Linked DNA regions of Mus musculus: regions 1, 3, 4 and 5 are each linked to region 2. A link is a contact called in public ChIA-PET and HiChIP or PLAC-seq data. All regions are on one chromosome and are shown on one strand. The core of a region is the stretch at or near the end of the contact, and the rest is flanking DNA. Distances in the headings are between cores, read along the strand shown. Region 1 has its middle 12 kb from the start of 4930459C07Rik. Region 2 has its middle 39 kb from the start of Btg1. Region 3 overlaps Gm33782 (a long non-coding RNA gene). Region 4 has its middle 90 kb from the start of Gm33782. Region 5 has its middle 62 kb from the start of Gm33782.

Evidence for each region. HiChIP or PLAC-seq counts read pairs in DNA pulled down with a chosen protein or histone mark. ChIA-PET counts read pairs in DNA pulled down with a chosen protein or histone mark.
Region 1: a contact with region 2 is called in an RNA polymerase II ChIA-PET map of memory CD8 T cells, with 123 read pairs. The contact joins two enhancer-like sites. A contact is called at or near these places in 1 of 15 datasets of contacts at CTCF or cohesin (large pre-B cells), 4 of 484 Hi-C or Micro-C datasets (CD4 T cells, bone marrow-derived macrophages, nephron progenitors and 1 more), 9 of 115 datasets of contacts at active chromatin or transcription factors (CD8 T cells, T-cell acute lymphoblastic leukemia, astrocytes and 5 more) and 1 of 9 other capture datasets (embryonic stem cells).
Region 3: a CTCF HiChIP or PLAC-seq map of CD8 T cells shows a contact between it and region 2, with 8 read pairs. The contact joins two enhancer-like sites. A contact is called at or near these places in 1 of 15 datasets of contacts at CTCF or cohesin (CD8 T cells) and 4 of 115 datasets of contacts at active chromatin or transcription factors (CD8 T cells, bone marrow-derived dendritic cells, embryonic stem cells and 1 more).
Region 4: a contact with region 2 is called in an RNA polymerase II ChIA-PET map of memory CD8 T cells, with 85 read pairs. The contact joins two enhancer-like sites. A contact is called at or near these places in 2 of 115 datasets of contacts at active chromatin or transcription factors (effector CD8 T cells and memory CD8 T cells).
Region 5: an RNA polymerase II ChIA-PET map of memory CD8 T cells shows a contact between it and region 2, with 210 read pairs. The contact joins two enhancer-like sites. A contact is called at or near these places in 1 of 15 datasets of contacts at CTCF or cohesin (CD8 T cells), 1 of 484 Hi-C or Micro-C datasets (liver) and 7 of 115 datasets of contacts at active chromatin or transcription factors (CD8 T cells, effector CD8 T cells, embryonic stem cells and 3 more).

The regions. Positions count from the first base shown.
Region 1 is chr10:96,212,898-96,215,597 of GRCm38.p6, reverse strand. No RefSeq gene overlaps it. Among named protein-coding and RNA genes, the nearest start is that of 4930459C07Rik, 12 kb to the left of the region's middle. Within about 2 kb of position 1,442, at least 167 of the 459 cell types and tissues checked have an H3K27ac peak or open chromatin away from gene starts, as enhancers often do. A contact at or near this core is called in CD8 T cells and memory CD8 T cells, where this site is marked.
Region 2 is chr10:96,655,020-96,657,719 of GRCm38.p6, reverse strand. No RefSeq gene overlaps it. Among named protein-coding and RNA genes, the nearest start is that of Btg1, 39 kb to the right of the region's middle. Within about 2 kb of position 1,304, at least 52 of the 459 cell types and tissues checked have an H3K27ac peak or open chromatin away from gene starts, as enhancers often do. A contact at or near this core is called in CD8 T cells, memory CD8 T cells and regulatory T cells, where this site is marked.
Region 3 is chr10:96,332,045-96,334,744 of GRCm38.p6, reverse strand. The region is part of intron 2 of Gm33782 (a long non-coding RNA gene); the gene reads right to left. Among named protein-coding and RNA genes, the nearest start is that of Gm33782, 24 kb to the right of the region's middle. Within about 2 kb of position 1,289, at least 117 of the 459 cell types and tissues checked have an H3K27ac peak or open chromatin away from gene starts, as enhancers often do. A contact at or near this core is called in CD8 T cells and regulatory T cells, where this site is marked.
Region 4 is chr10:96,397,336-96,400,035 of GRCm38.p6, reverse strand. No RefSeq gene overlaps it. Among named protein-coding and RNA genes, the nearest start is that of Gm33782, 90 kb to the right of the region's middle. Within about 2 kb of position 1,280, at least 102 of the 459 cell types and tissues checked have an H3K27ac peak or open chromatin away from gene starts, as enhancers often do. A contact at or near this core is called in memory CD8 T cells, where this site is marked.
Region 5 is chr10:96,369,802-96,372,501 of GRCm38.p6, reverse strand. No RefSeq gene overlaps it. Among named protein-coding and RNA genes, the nearest start is that of Gm33782, 62 kb to the right of the region's middle. Within about 2 kb of position 1,316, at least 119 of the 459 cell types and tissues checked have an H3K27ac peak or open chromatin away from gene starts, as enhancers often do. A contact at or near this core is called in CD8 T cells, memory CD8 T cells and regulatory T cells, where this site is marked.

The DNA of each region.
Region 1 (2,700 bases), core at 193-2,692, 440 kb after region 2:
GAGGAAATTTACTAAACCTGGGCGGCAGAAGGCATCGGAGAACAGCAAGGCCACTCAGAGTAGACTGCTCACCATGGAAGGTCTAAGTGCTCTTCCTACAGCTGAACAGGTAACCAACAGAGATGTGACAGAAATAAGGTGAGCAGAGGGACAGAGAGGTGAGAGTCTTATCTATCGGTACATTCCAAAAGGACAATTCACAGTATTAGACAATCCCGCTTTGCTTGGCTCTAACAAACCACCTTGGGTTGTGGAATGATGAGAGATCTGTTTAGCTTACAATTTTTGAGTCTGACAATTCAACCCTGGGTAAACCTAGAGTGTTTGGCCCTTGGTGACAGTCCCCTATGTGTGCTACCCTGTGGCAGATGGTGCCGTGGGGGAGCCAGTGCAAGGAAAGAGACAACACATGGCAGAGGCAGGAAGCCAGATCATGAGAAAGGTGAGCGTTATGTTTTATAACAACCCACTCTAAGAGGAAGTCAGCGGGTTCCCATACACATGGCTTTGATCCCTTCCGTGTGAAATAATTACCTTGGTCTAATTACCCCACCTTCTCTTAAAGGTGCCTGTCTCCAGCATCACCACACTGGCGACCGAGCTTTAACAAACACACACACAACCCTGGGCAACATACTCCTGCTACAGTCAAACAGCAGCTAACATCTAAAAGTAGTAGCTTAGAGAATAGCAAGACAAGCTGATTGTTTCAGAGATGGTGGGTGGGGGGGTGGACTAAAATACAGGTTCCAAAATGAAAAGTTATACCTGAGCTGAGAGAGATACTGAGGACTGGGAAAGTCAAGTAGGTATCTGACTAACCGTGACTTTCATTGTTAAAGTATGCCATTCTCATCTACACTTTGATTAATTTTTTTTAAATAATTGCCGTAAAAATGTAAAAGTACTTACTTCACCACAAAATATATAATCCAATATTATATAAATGATGTGTATGAAACTCTTGAGAAAATATTCCACAATATATTGGAAGTTGAACGTGACTCACTTCGTTTTTGATAGGCAGCCACTGACTAATTCTAAAGTGCTCAAGTCCAGTGAGAGGAAAAGTGTCTTTCACCATACCCTTCCATCCGAAGACATCTAAGTCCATCGATTATGGTGTACAGGGAATGCCTGATTGCTTTATGATGTCATATGCTGCTACAGAAATTATTTATGATGCTCCCGGAGCAAGACGATCTACTCTGGGGCTGATACCTTGATTCAGAATTTGACACCTAAAGTGGTTTGAAGCACTTGTGATATTTAGACGTTGAGTGACCCAATGCCATTGCCTTCAAAACACACATTCAAAACATACATTTTCCACCGGGAACTAGAAGGGCATTTGCAATGAACATCCCTCCAAGCAGCCGAGAACAAAGGAAATGTTCGGCAAAATGATGTTGAAACACTACCACTCAGGCAGGCCTTCTCCCCAGTATCTTTCCAGCCGAATAGCGTGCCTGCCTGTGACTCAGATACTGTTCACATTGGAAAAACAAAGCGGAGACATCTACTTAAACGCGCAAACAGTGCCCTCTGCTGGCGGAAATGGGATGTTAGTTAAAAGAACTTCGTCTCAATGACCACAGGGAAAGAAGGGGGAGGGGAAGGAAGGGAGAATGGAGAGATAGAAGGGGAGGAGAGGAGATGGGGAAGAAGCAGAGGGAATAGGAGTGGGAGGGAGAGGGAAAGAGGGAGGGAGAGAGAAAAGTGGACTGGGGGGGGGGGGAAGGGGTAAGGAGGAGGAGGAGGAAATGATACAAACAGGAGAGAAAAAAAAATGGGTTTTAGTCCTTTTTAAGGATAAATGCTTGAAGCATCTTATCACATAGAAGATGCCAATATATTTCCTTAAATCCCAAAGTAACACGTGGCCTTGAATTAAGGAATGGTTTTACAGTGTCCATTCTTTGCCTTACTAAGTTATTTACTCATCACAAGCTCCCTCTGGGGGTGTCCCCCAGTGCTCTGACTATGCGACATAATATACACTCAGCCTTTGCAGAAGATAGTAACTCTATCAAACAAAATTGTTTCCTTAGCTCACAGACCAGGGCTCTGACAGGGTTCCAGAATGTCCCAGGCTGCTCGACATGTTTCTAAATGCTTAGGAAAATCTTAATGTTGATTTTTTGTTTGTTTGTTTGTTCTGTTTTGCTTCAACAAAAGAAGTGGTTGCTTGAAGATAGCAAAATTGGTTTCTTGAAAGAAAAGAAAATGAGTGAGGTATATCCTTCAGGGCTGGCAGGGGGGCGGGTCTGGAGATGTATGTCATACAATTCATCGTAAGTACTTAGTCAATGGAGTAGCAATTCAAATTAGTTTATATATATATATATATATATATATGCACATGTATAGGTAGTATAGTTACGATATTATCGTGTATATATATACACATACGATATATATACACACATACTATATGTGTGTGTGTGTATATACATACATACATATATATATACATACATACATATATATGAATATGAAAGCCAGTATTTCTAATATCTTACATTAAAAATCAGTTGGCTACCCAGCTTCCCATGCCACCACAGTAGTGGGGTTAGCAATGTAAAATATGTAAATATGTTCTATTTTCATAAGGCATTTGCACTGGTGTATTAATACTGTGTGCATATTTAAAGATGTTACAGAGCCCAGCTTCGTCTGACTGTAAGTCGTCACCCCACT
Region 2 (2,700 bases), core at 55-2,554:
TCCAGATAGCAAGACTCTTTGGAATCTCTACTGACAGTGAATGAGAGTTTCTGGTGTTCTATGTTCTGATCAACATTTGATGGTGTCAGTGTTTAAGATTTGATTGGAGCTAATAGGCATGCAGTGGTGAGCCATTGTTCATTTAATTTACAATTCATTGCTGCCATTTTTTTTTTTTAGCATGATTATGTTCCATCTTTATCTCTTCGGTGTGTTATCTGCTCAGGTCTGTGGCTCATCTTTAGATTGTTTGATTTCTCACTGTTGAGACTTGAGAATTATTTGTATATTTCAGAGAATAGTTTCTTACCTAGAATGTCCTTCATGACTCTTTTTTCCTGTTTTGTGGTTCGCCTCCGTCCTCTTGGTAAGACTTTCATGATACCTTGTAAGTGTGTAAACTTTTCTTTCTTTGTCTATTGGCTTTTTTCCTTTTCTTAACCTTTCTTTTTTTGTCAGCCATTAAAATAACTCGTGCAAATGGCAAATAGATCACAGGCCAAAGAGAAGAGCGTGCACACGGCAAATGGATTCAACTCAGAAAGCTTGTAAGAGTTCCTGTTGTCTGGGAAGACAAGGCAATTGCCTTGCAATACTGCCTACGGGTAGAGCACATGATACTCAAGCCTTTCGTGATTACTGTATACAACAATCAGCTAAATTAAACACACTCCAATTTAGGAAAGTATTTGAGGGTCAGGTGTCACTCATTGAGTTGACCATTGGAAACTTTTGATAAGAGGAATGTTTGGGTTGGTTGGTGGAAGGAATTTCCATGAACCCCACACCTCCCGAATGTCTGTCCTGATGTCTTAAGTCCAGACAAAAGCTGGTTGAGAAATCATGAGATCATTATAAGACTCTAAAAGCCTTCAGAGACTCTCTCTCTCTCTCTCTCTCTCTCTCTCTCTCTCTCTCACACACACACACACACACACACACACACACACACACACACACACACACACACATTAATCTAGGCTAACAGTCACAAATCTCAGACTTCAAGACAGAGTAGAAGGATGATCTAAATCTGTTCTTGGTGCTAATGAGCACGGGGATTCCTAAGAGAACATTCAAAGACAGACGGATCTTGTATTATTCAGAGTCAGGTCTCGAGCTACCCAAGCGCACTGAAGCTGACTTGCTGTTGCTAGAATCATGCAAGAAGAGAGACAAGAACCTTTTCGTTTGATGCAATGCTCACTGTCAGATGCATGTGTGTGGACGTTGTCTAATACCAAGTGCTGAACTCTTATTTCACACACAGCCCTCCACATACAGATCATTTCCTGTTGGCAGTAGCCACCATTAGGAAAGTCTGAGTGAGACACATGATGATGATCTCTGATGAAATAGCTGTCGCCACACTCAGACTAACTCACCCCAAGGAAAGGCTGTGTAATGCTGAACAGCCAAGAAATGAATTCCAAGAGCCTTGGAACTTCAGGACACATGAGATGGTAATGTCACAGAGGCCAGTACAAAATGGGGAGGAGACACTTACACACCCCAGCTCAAAGTTTCAGACAGAAGCAGCTGTGTTAGGTTTGTATCTAGAGCTGTATTTACAACTGAATGTCCTCACACCCAGCAGGACATTAACCCAGATTTGCTCCTGAAACACAGCCTCTTAAGAGTCTTATGAGTCTCTCAGCAACTTAGAAGAGGGAATAAAGGAGACTGTGGGGGCATCTGAACTGATCACCATCCCTCTTACGGAACTTCTTACTCTGTGTGCAATTTGCTAACACAAATTCGCCTCCAGTTATCCAAAAGGTCGGTGGTTCAAACCCACCTGGTAATGTGTGCACTTAGGTCTAGAGAAGATGGCTCAGCACTAAAGAGTCCTTGCTGCTATTGAAGAGTATCCATGTTGATTGATTTCATGCTGTCTCATGTGCTGAACACCAGCCACTCTAAAGACCAAATGGGGAGGGAAAGAAAAGCCATTGCTCTCCATTCAGAGGACCCAGGTTTAGCTCCTAACACTCACATGGGGTAGCTCATAACATCTGGAGTTCCAGCTCCATGGCTTCCAATGATATCTGGTCCGTATAGACACAGACACACAGACACACACACACACAGACACACACACACACACACACACACGATGCACACTCACCAAAGGACACATGCAGACACCTAAGTAAATAAATCTTTTTTTTTTTAAATGAAGACAAAATAGTCCATTTTTACTTTCTTTTAAGCAACTATATTTAACTCCGATCCTTTAAAAAAAATTCAGATTGTTTAAAAGCAATTGAGTAATAGAGTGTAAATTAGAATATAACCTTAAACATCACGGGTTAAACACTTTATTTTGACAAGAAATGGAATTCCAGAGACAATGGACCTTTCTTAGCACATGTGTGATACAGCTAACACCACCCAAGAGCTTATTTAAACTACAAAACCTGGTAGGACTGGTTCTCCAAGCTCTTGCTATCTAAAATCCCACTCCCCCTTCCCTTAGTACTCCAGTGTTGCCCTGGAGAACCGCTGTCTCTCCCTTCCCCTCACCACCCCAGCCCTGACACAAAGGGCCATTTTCTTTGGTACTCATGAGGATTAGAGACAATCACAAAGGTTTTAAAAAAAATAATTAACCAATAAAAATAAAGTCAAGTTAAATAATCCCCCAAGACTGACAATTCCCAGTCTTTCTTTCTATGCTATAATAGACAGACCCCAGCC
Region 3 (2,700 bases), core at 40-2,539, 320 kb after region 2:
GCACAACGATGGCAAAACCGTGAGTGACATCAGTACATACAGTGCCCTGTCCTTCCATCCTGTCACGTGCCTGGTGGGTAAACATAAATAAATCACCTAATTTCCCTGTGCCTCAGTTGCTCTATCTGTAGTATGGAGCAATGAGGAATGAGATCTCAAGGGCCCACTTTTGAACTATAAAGCAGGCTTCTCTAAAGAAGGAGAGAAGGAAGGAGGGTCCTGTGGTGTGTTCGGCCTGTTCCACATAGCTAACTGCAGTTGTTTCCCGTTGCTAGGTCGTTTATTGATTGCCTACAACTAAACCTATTATCTTTGTCTAGAATCTTTTGAAGCAATCCATGAATAACAACTCATTTCAATTTCATAATGACTCCGAGGTCTTACCAGCTGTTGCCGCGCCTGTCTTACAGACTAACAAACAGACGCAAAGACACAAAGCCATTCGATTCAAGTCTGGCAGGTGTGAGACATAGATCCAGGGCTCACGTACTACAGCTAGTTCAGGGTCCTGGAATCCACTCTGTTATGTCCTGCGGAGCGGCCAGGAGCTTGACTGAGAGGCAAAAACAGCTAGCATCCTCAGGCTCTGCTCTCCAAGAACACACTGAAGATCACTGAAGGGCTAGCAAGCCCTCTACGTGGGCTAGCATGGAACAGAGAGGTCTCAACAATTTGAAGGAACATCAGGAAGTGTAAACCACCCCCCAACCTTCTGTAAGCATTCCTACCACACCCCACTAAGGTGGAGGGGGGCGGGGGCTGGAGGCAAGGAAGGGAAATCATACCAATACATGCCTGCTCCAGATCCAATCTTCCAGAAACAGTCCAAAGGAACACCCTGGGCATGTTCAAGACTTGATTTATTTAGTAGCTAACAGCGTAACTGCCAACTACAATCTTCAAACTAGCTTTACCCACTGCCCCACCCATCCATCAGACCTTGCCATTCCCACAGGCAGTGAGAAGGACCAGGTATGTTCATGTGTAGATTTCTCTGCTTGCTAAAACCCCCCAGGCTTTCCTTTGTTCTCAGGACATGCAAGTGGCCACCTGTATACCTGTGTTCTGGACTGTACGTAATCCTGCTGTCAGCTCCCAAATAAAACTCCCTTATTGATTGACTTTTGACAATTCCAGTCATTTTGTTTGTTTGTTTTGTTCTGTTTCGTCGTCCCCCACCCCCACCCCATTTCCTTCCCTTAAGGCAGCTCGAGGTAATAAAGGAACTGCCTGGTCTTGATCACGAGGTCCTCTTGCCTCAGCCTCCAAGTCCAGGATGACTACAGTGCCTAGGGGCATCTCTGCGATTTCAATCTGCCCTCTACAGGCCACAAGGAATACCCTAAAAGAATGATCTGCCACCAAGCTTCTGGTTCTCCCATGGCACTTGCACCACAAACACAGTGATTCCCAAGCTGGTGGCCACCTTACGACACTGTTCTGTCACTTGCATAAATGTCTTTTTGGTGTGTTGTCAGGCAAATACCTGACACTTGGCACTCTGAAAATTCCTAAAACACCACATACTGCAAAGTCAATGATTTGACCAGCTGTGAGCCCGCTTGCAACCCAAACCGGCAGGACTAGAAACAAATCGCACTGCTTCATGCTACAGAGCCATCTTTCCTAAGGGTGGGTGCGGTCTTGTGATCCTTGTGTCCAGTCCAGTTTCTCATATGTGTATTGTGACTTCTGCTTGTGCAAAACAGGACGTTGCTTAACCAGGCCCTTATGGGAGGAAATACAGCCCAGCAAGCAGAACAATGATTTGAAAGTCCTGAGTTCTATTTTCAGATCTGCTGTTGACTGGCTGTGCAGTCAGCCCTACGAAGGTCATTAGCAAAATGGCCTTGCCCTGTTGGCGGTCTCTGTATTCGCAGCTCTGGACGGGAAACAAATCAGGGAGCTGGCACTCAGCCTTGAGGAACTAGAGTCTTAGGAGAATAGATGTATCGTCAGGCTTTGTCTTCATTCTTAAAGCAAAAGCACAGAACAAAGCCTCTGGGGTGGGGGAAAGGAGCTGGAGTAGAATTCAGAGAGGAACCTGATAACCTTTCCAATACCAGAGACGTGAAGGGATGGCATGAGCGTTCAGGTCAAAGGCAGCTCTTTGGCACATGCTGAATCTCCTGTGTGGGATACGGAAGAGACAAAGGAACCTGAGCTTTGACAGACTTCTGTGAACTGAGTCAAAAACAGATATCCAGAGTGCTGCCTGGTAGGGAACAGGCTGAGGACTGGAAGGGTCTGTGGAGAACCAGAAAGCTTATAGCCCCTTCTAAAGAGTCTGCACCAGCTCTTTGTCCCTCAGATAAGCCAGTGACAAGGTCCTGAAGTGCTAGTGTTTTAAGAGGCACTGCACACTACCATTTTTATCAGGACTTCCCTTTTCTTTAAATGAAGATCCATCCAAGTTTTAAAGTGATAGCGGGCAGGTAAAAATGTGTGTGTAACTTGAACAAAGCCCTTTCCACATCTCTTTAACATGTCCATGGATGGGATTTCATAAGAGTTGAATTATTGTTTTCTGATAATGGAGCTATTCCTTTAAACAGAAGGGAATGAGCAGTCTAGAATGCGCGAGTGTTTAAAAAAATCCCAGTGCACGGGGCTGGGGAGATGGCTTAGTTGTTAAAGTGCTGGCTGGGGAGATGGCTTAGTTGTTAAAGTGCTTGCTATACAAGCAAGCGGACTTGAGTT
Region 4 (2,700 bases), core at 31-2,530, 260 kb after region 2:
GGAAATGTTGTCATATATAAATGAAAGGACCACTCGGGTCTTCCCCTGCCTGTGACATTGGCACCAGGACACGCCCTCTGCACAATGGCTCTTGTTGAAGGCAGAGCCCCCAGGAAACCTGTCACCCCAAACAACTGTCACATTCTGTTGCGATCAGTCATAGAAAGAATGGCAGTGCCCTCCCCACCAGCACTGGGGATGGGTTGATGGTCACAAGACTGAAAAGACCTTGCCTTGTCTGCCAACAACAGGGGTCTGTGCAGCTGCCCGGCCCAGGCAGCTGGGGCTGCTGGAGGGTCTTCCCGCCCACTTCCTGTGTCTGGCTTTGATTTCTTGAAGGGCAGATGGTCTTACTCCAGTATCCTCCCGGTTAAGCCAGACAAAAACAAGTCCAAAGCTGCCCTTGCCTGTCTGTCGCTCCTCCGGCTTTGTGTCACCCTATTCTGAGGTATCTGCATCCAGGTCTTTCTGTTTTAGAAAGCTCTGGTAGGGAAGCAAAGACCAGGAGGCAAAATGTGTAGATAATAAAAGAGAACTCCAAATAATTTTTGCTTGGAAATAACATATTGGAAGGCAGGTCTTCTTTTGTTGCTATTTGTTCTTTTGAGGTAGGCTCTCCTGTGGCTCAGGCTAGCCTCAAACGTGCTCTGTAGCTAAGGATAACCTTGAATTTACAACCCTCCCATCTCCACCTCCTGCTTGTTGGGGATTACTGATCGGTGTCTCCATGCCCAGTGTATGAAACGCTAGGGATCCAGACTCACCTGAGTCTGGCCTGCGGGACTGGGGTGGGGCCTGAGCATTGGGAGTTTGAGGAGCTGCCCCAGTTACTCTAATCTGCAGCAGAGCTAGAGAATCTGATCCCAGCTAAGGGTTTTCAAAGTTGACTGAGCATCAAAAGCCATGAGGGGGAGACTAGGAAAGCTGAGAGCACTCAGTGCCCTTCCCACCTTGAAATTGAGTTGTGCTGGAGCCTGGGTATATGCAGTTTCCTCCCTCCCTCCCATCGTCCCTCTCTTGTTTCCCCCCTATTCTTCCCTCCCTCTTTCTCTTCCCTTCCAAGGATTTCATTGGTGTCTTTTATCGCTAATACGTTGTCTTGTTTTTCCTGGTAAATTTTTTTCATAGTTAACAACCACATCTGTTGGTGGCACGTAACATGATGGCTTGCTGTACGCACAGGTTGTGGAATGGCTCCATTGAGCTCCTTCACATGTGTGCTGTCTCAAGCTTGCCTTTCTCCTTTCTCACCAGCACCCGCCCACACCTTCAGTCCCTCCCTAAGCTGCGGTCCTAAGTCACATGCTGAACTGTCTGACTTCAGACTTCACCAGCCCCATTCCCTCAAGCTTGGTGCAATGCACGGCTGTTAACTAATTTGCATGTCTCTTTTTCACAGTAAAATCTAACTAGCTCCTTTAGAAAGAAAAAAAAAAACCAAAACCAACCAACAACAACAACAATACCATCTTTCTCTGGTTTTTCTGCATTATATGGCAGATGTTCAATTACTGGTTGTGCATTGAGTAAATCAGGGTTGGTTTTGACAGTGAAAGACAAGCACGCAGGAAAGGTCCAGCCATCTATGGCATCTGATCTAATAACAGCCCCGCATTTCAGAGCATTCGTCTAGAGGAGGAGTTTCTGTGTCTTGGGATGTGGTGGGAGGGCTGGCATGGCAAAGCACTCGTCAGAACACCAGAATAAAAAAGGCTTTATGCATAAGCAGATTGTATGACATTACATCAACAACTCTCCTTTTAAAACTGGCATTTAATGAGTATCTCTATCAATAAAGGCCTTTTAAGAGCTCTCCATAAAATGTTGTGAAAAACGAGAACGTTTAAAATCCAGGCCAACAATGAGCCCCATTCACACGGCTTCCTCACACGCTTTCTCCAGTGTCCTGGGCTCAAACAGCCTCACTTATTCTCCGCCGGCGAAGTTGGCACATGCTAACCATATTGATTGTCTGATTACAAATAGAGCCCGTGGCAATGAGGGCTTACAAGAGGAACCCATTTGTCCCTCTGGGTTATACATGGATGTCAGACTTAATACACGTTCAACCACAGAGCAATGGAACCAGGTAGGAAAGTGTGATTCCCAGGGAAATTAGACTCCTGGGGTGAACAATAACTTCGTTGTTTCACGGGAACCTTTCGGAGCCATTCCAAAGAGATGTTTAAACAAGGGTTTACTAATCCTTACTAATTTCTAAAGTAGCTACTCTCCAGGAAGAACGGGCTGTCTCTTGTTCTTCATTGATCGATAGAACATTTAACAGCAACAATGTGAGGTTATACAGCCAGAGCTCTTTTGGAGTCTAAAACCCAGAACTGGCAATGAGATATTTTGGCAGAGGGATAGAATTTGCATGGGAGTAGGGAGTCAGTTGCTTTTATTTCTGTGGCCTTCTGCTCAGATGACCACTGAAAGGCAGGTTTGTCCCTGTGATGCAGAAACCAGTCCCTGGAACGGTACCCTGGTGCTATCATTAACGATATCAGGGAAAACCTGATATGAGAGCTCCTTTGAGTTTCTGGTCAAAATGGTTTCACTGTAGCTCCGTGCCTCTCCACGCCTCTGTTTCCTACCATTGGGTTGGATTTTCCGATTTGAAAAATGTCAAGATACTTGGATGTTGACTTTTTAAATCTAGTCTATCACTGTGGAACTGCGTTCCACGCCACTGTTGGC
Region 5 (2,700 bases), core at 67-2,566, 290 kb after region 2:
CTACCTAGCATCCTGAGAGAGAGCATTGTGCCACATAATGGTAGACTGCGGACAGACCAGAATGCAAGGTATAGCTTCCTTGTATAGTTTTTTATATCATCATTACACTAAAATTAAAAACGTGGATTGATCCACAGAATATCCGAGACCATCTGTCTCCAAGAAGGATTTTGCAGAAATTGAGAGAGGGGAACTTTCTCGTGGTGTCTTATTGTAGCAAATTTTGTGCATGAGCTGTTTAAACTCAATAGAAATGTGCAGCTAAAAATTATTGTTGGGGGATGGCTATGTAGCTCTATGGAAAGAGTATATCGTCAGCATATATGAAGCACTCAGCATCCCCCACATCCCAAAATGTCCTTCTTTCTCATCTTAAAACAATACACTTCTCTCGGGATAAATTCAGCTGCTTTACTCCGTCATCCCCGTTTCCTTATTGGTATTTTTAAAAATATTTTTTATTACATATTTTCCTCAATTACATTTCCAATGCTATCCCAAAAGTCCCCCATACCCTTCCCCCCACTCCCCTATCCACCCATTCCCATTTTTTTGGCCCTGGCGTTCCCCTGTACTGGGGCATATAAAGTTTGCGTGTCCAATGGGCCTCTCTTTCCAGTGATGGCCGACTAGGCCATCTTTTGATACATATGCAGCTAGAGTCAAGAGCTTGGGTTTGATGACGTACATGTACATTGTTCTCAGGAAAACCCAGTGAATTTTTTTAAGATCTCAAATCCAATCTGCATTGTCAGCTGGCCGCGGTGATACACACCTGTGATGCCAGCACTTGGGAGGAGAAGGCAGAATAGTGAGTTCTTTAGGAGTAAACTGCTTATTGCAGCGGAGTGTCTCTCTGCAGACACGGAGCCAGGAACTGTGATCAAATGATACGCGCGACTTGAGGCGAGGCGACAGCGAGCTCTGGAAGAGCCAAATAGTCTTTCTTGCACGTTATCTCTCTTAAGGCCTCCAGTGAGTTTCTACAAAAGGAAAACATCGAGCTTTGGAGTGAAGCGAGGAAGGGCCCGGGATTAGAGGGGATTTCACACATTGTCAAGCCCTGTGGATCACCACATGTGCGTGTGGATCCGAAAGAGTCTGGGAGACTCGTGGATAAAAGGAAAAGAGCTTGTCTAGAAAGGGTTGCTGCTGGATAGACAAGGCTGATTAAACAACAGCAGCGGCGGCGGCGCGCATCACCCAGTCTCTGAAGAGCAGCAGGTGCTGGCTGACAGACAGACACCTTTCCCGCACATGCTCAAGTGAGAAGTGGAAAGAGCTCTGGGCAGGACTATTTTGGGTTCCCAGTGACCTGTGTTGCTATGACATCTGAGATTCGTGGTTAGACCGGATGCCGGATGTCGCCCAGCAGCTGATCGAGAAACCTCTGAAAGTTCACTTCTCTTCTCGGAAATCATCTGTGCATCACAGCTGAGGGAAAAGTGGTTGGGCTGCTCTGTTTTGGGGGGTTTCCCCGCCCCCAGCCCAAGTGAACTGAAGGAATTGAGGGCCTTGGTCTTATAAGCAGCCTTTAAAGTCACAGTGTTTAAATTCTGTGTGGTTTCTCTTAGTGTTCCTATAGGCGCTGCTAATTTACACGTCACCCAGCAGTTTATGTTGATCCTGTCAGCTGCTTATTAACCACCGGAGTGGCACACACTTGGTGAAGTACAAAATGTCAAAGTGAAATGAACTGGTGAAAAGCTTACCCCAAACAGAGCCGGGTGCTGGATGTCTGAGACACTGGCAGTCTGGCAGCTAAACTCGCCGGAGAACTAAGTACCGGGGGCTACAGCAGAGAGTGAATGGCTAGTCCTATTCTTTAGTCAGGAGTGCCTAGTGACTGCCTCTGACACTTTGTGATCCTGGGAAACTTTGCTTAGGTTTCTTGTGCCTAAATTTTCTTCTTCGATAATATATGGTCAATAATATAGTATATTATTCCAGCATGCCGTCCTTACTGACAAGTATCTGTCAATGGTTTGTTTGGGTTTTTTTTATGATTATTGCTGTTAGGGGTGGAGGGAGATGAGTACGTAAGGATCTAGGGAATTATTATCAAAGATCAAACTTGAGAAAAGATATCAGGGAACTTGGTAGTTAGTGCACCTAGAGTCAGGACTTCATAGTTATAAGGAAGGTGCTGGGACATAAGGAGTCGCCAGGACAGAAGAGCCATTAAGGAAGGACATCGTTGTTGTAGGCTGGAGTGCTGGTGTTTTCAGAGAGGTACCCCATTTATTTGTAAGAAAAAAAATATGAGATTTGTCGCTAAGCAACGTGCTTACTAGGTCATACCAAGGTGTTAGTGGGCTTGGCTTCTTTACTGGATTCTCGGAGGGAGAAGTTGCTTCCAGGTTCATGCGACTCACGAACCTGGTCCAAAGTCAGTTCCTGATAGCTATGTAACTGAGGCTCCTGATGCCTTGCATGCCATAAGTTAAGAGCCTTTCCCAGCTGAAATCTGCTTTGGTTCACCCCAACATCAAGTGTGTTGGGTTCCTTTTTTAATATGCCTCTCTGACTGTCCCAGAGCAAAAAGCTTCATTGCTGGGACTCCATTCAGAGTCGTGTGGAGGCCCAAGTTAACCTCAGGTGTCATGGAGACAGGGTTTCTCCTTGGCCTGAAATTCATGAATAAGGCTAGTCATGGAATCTCAGGGATTTGTCTGTCTCTGCCTCTCCAGTCCCAGGTTT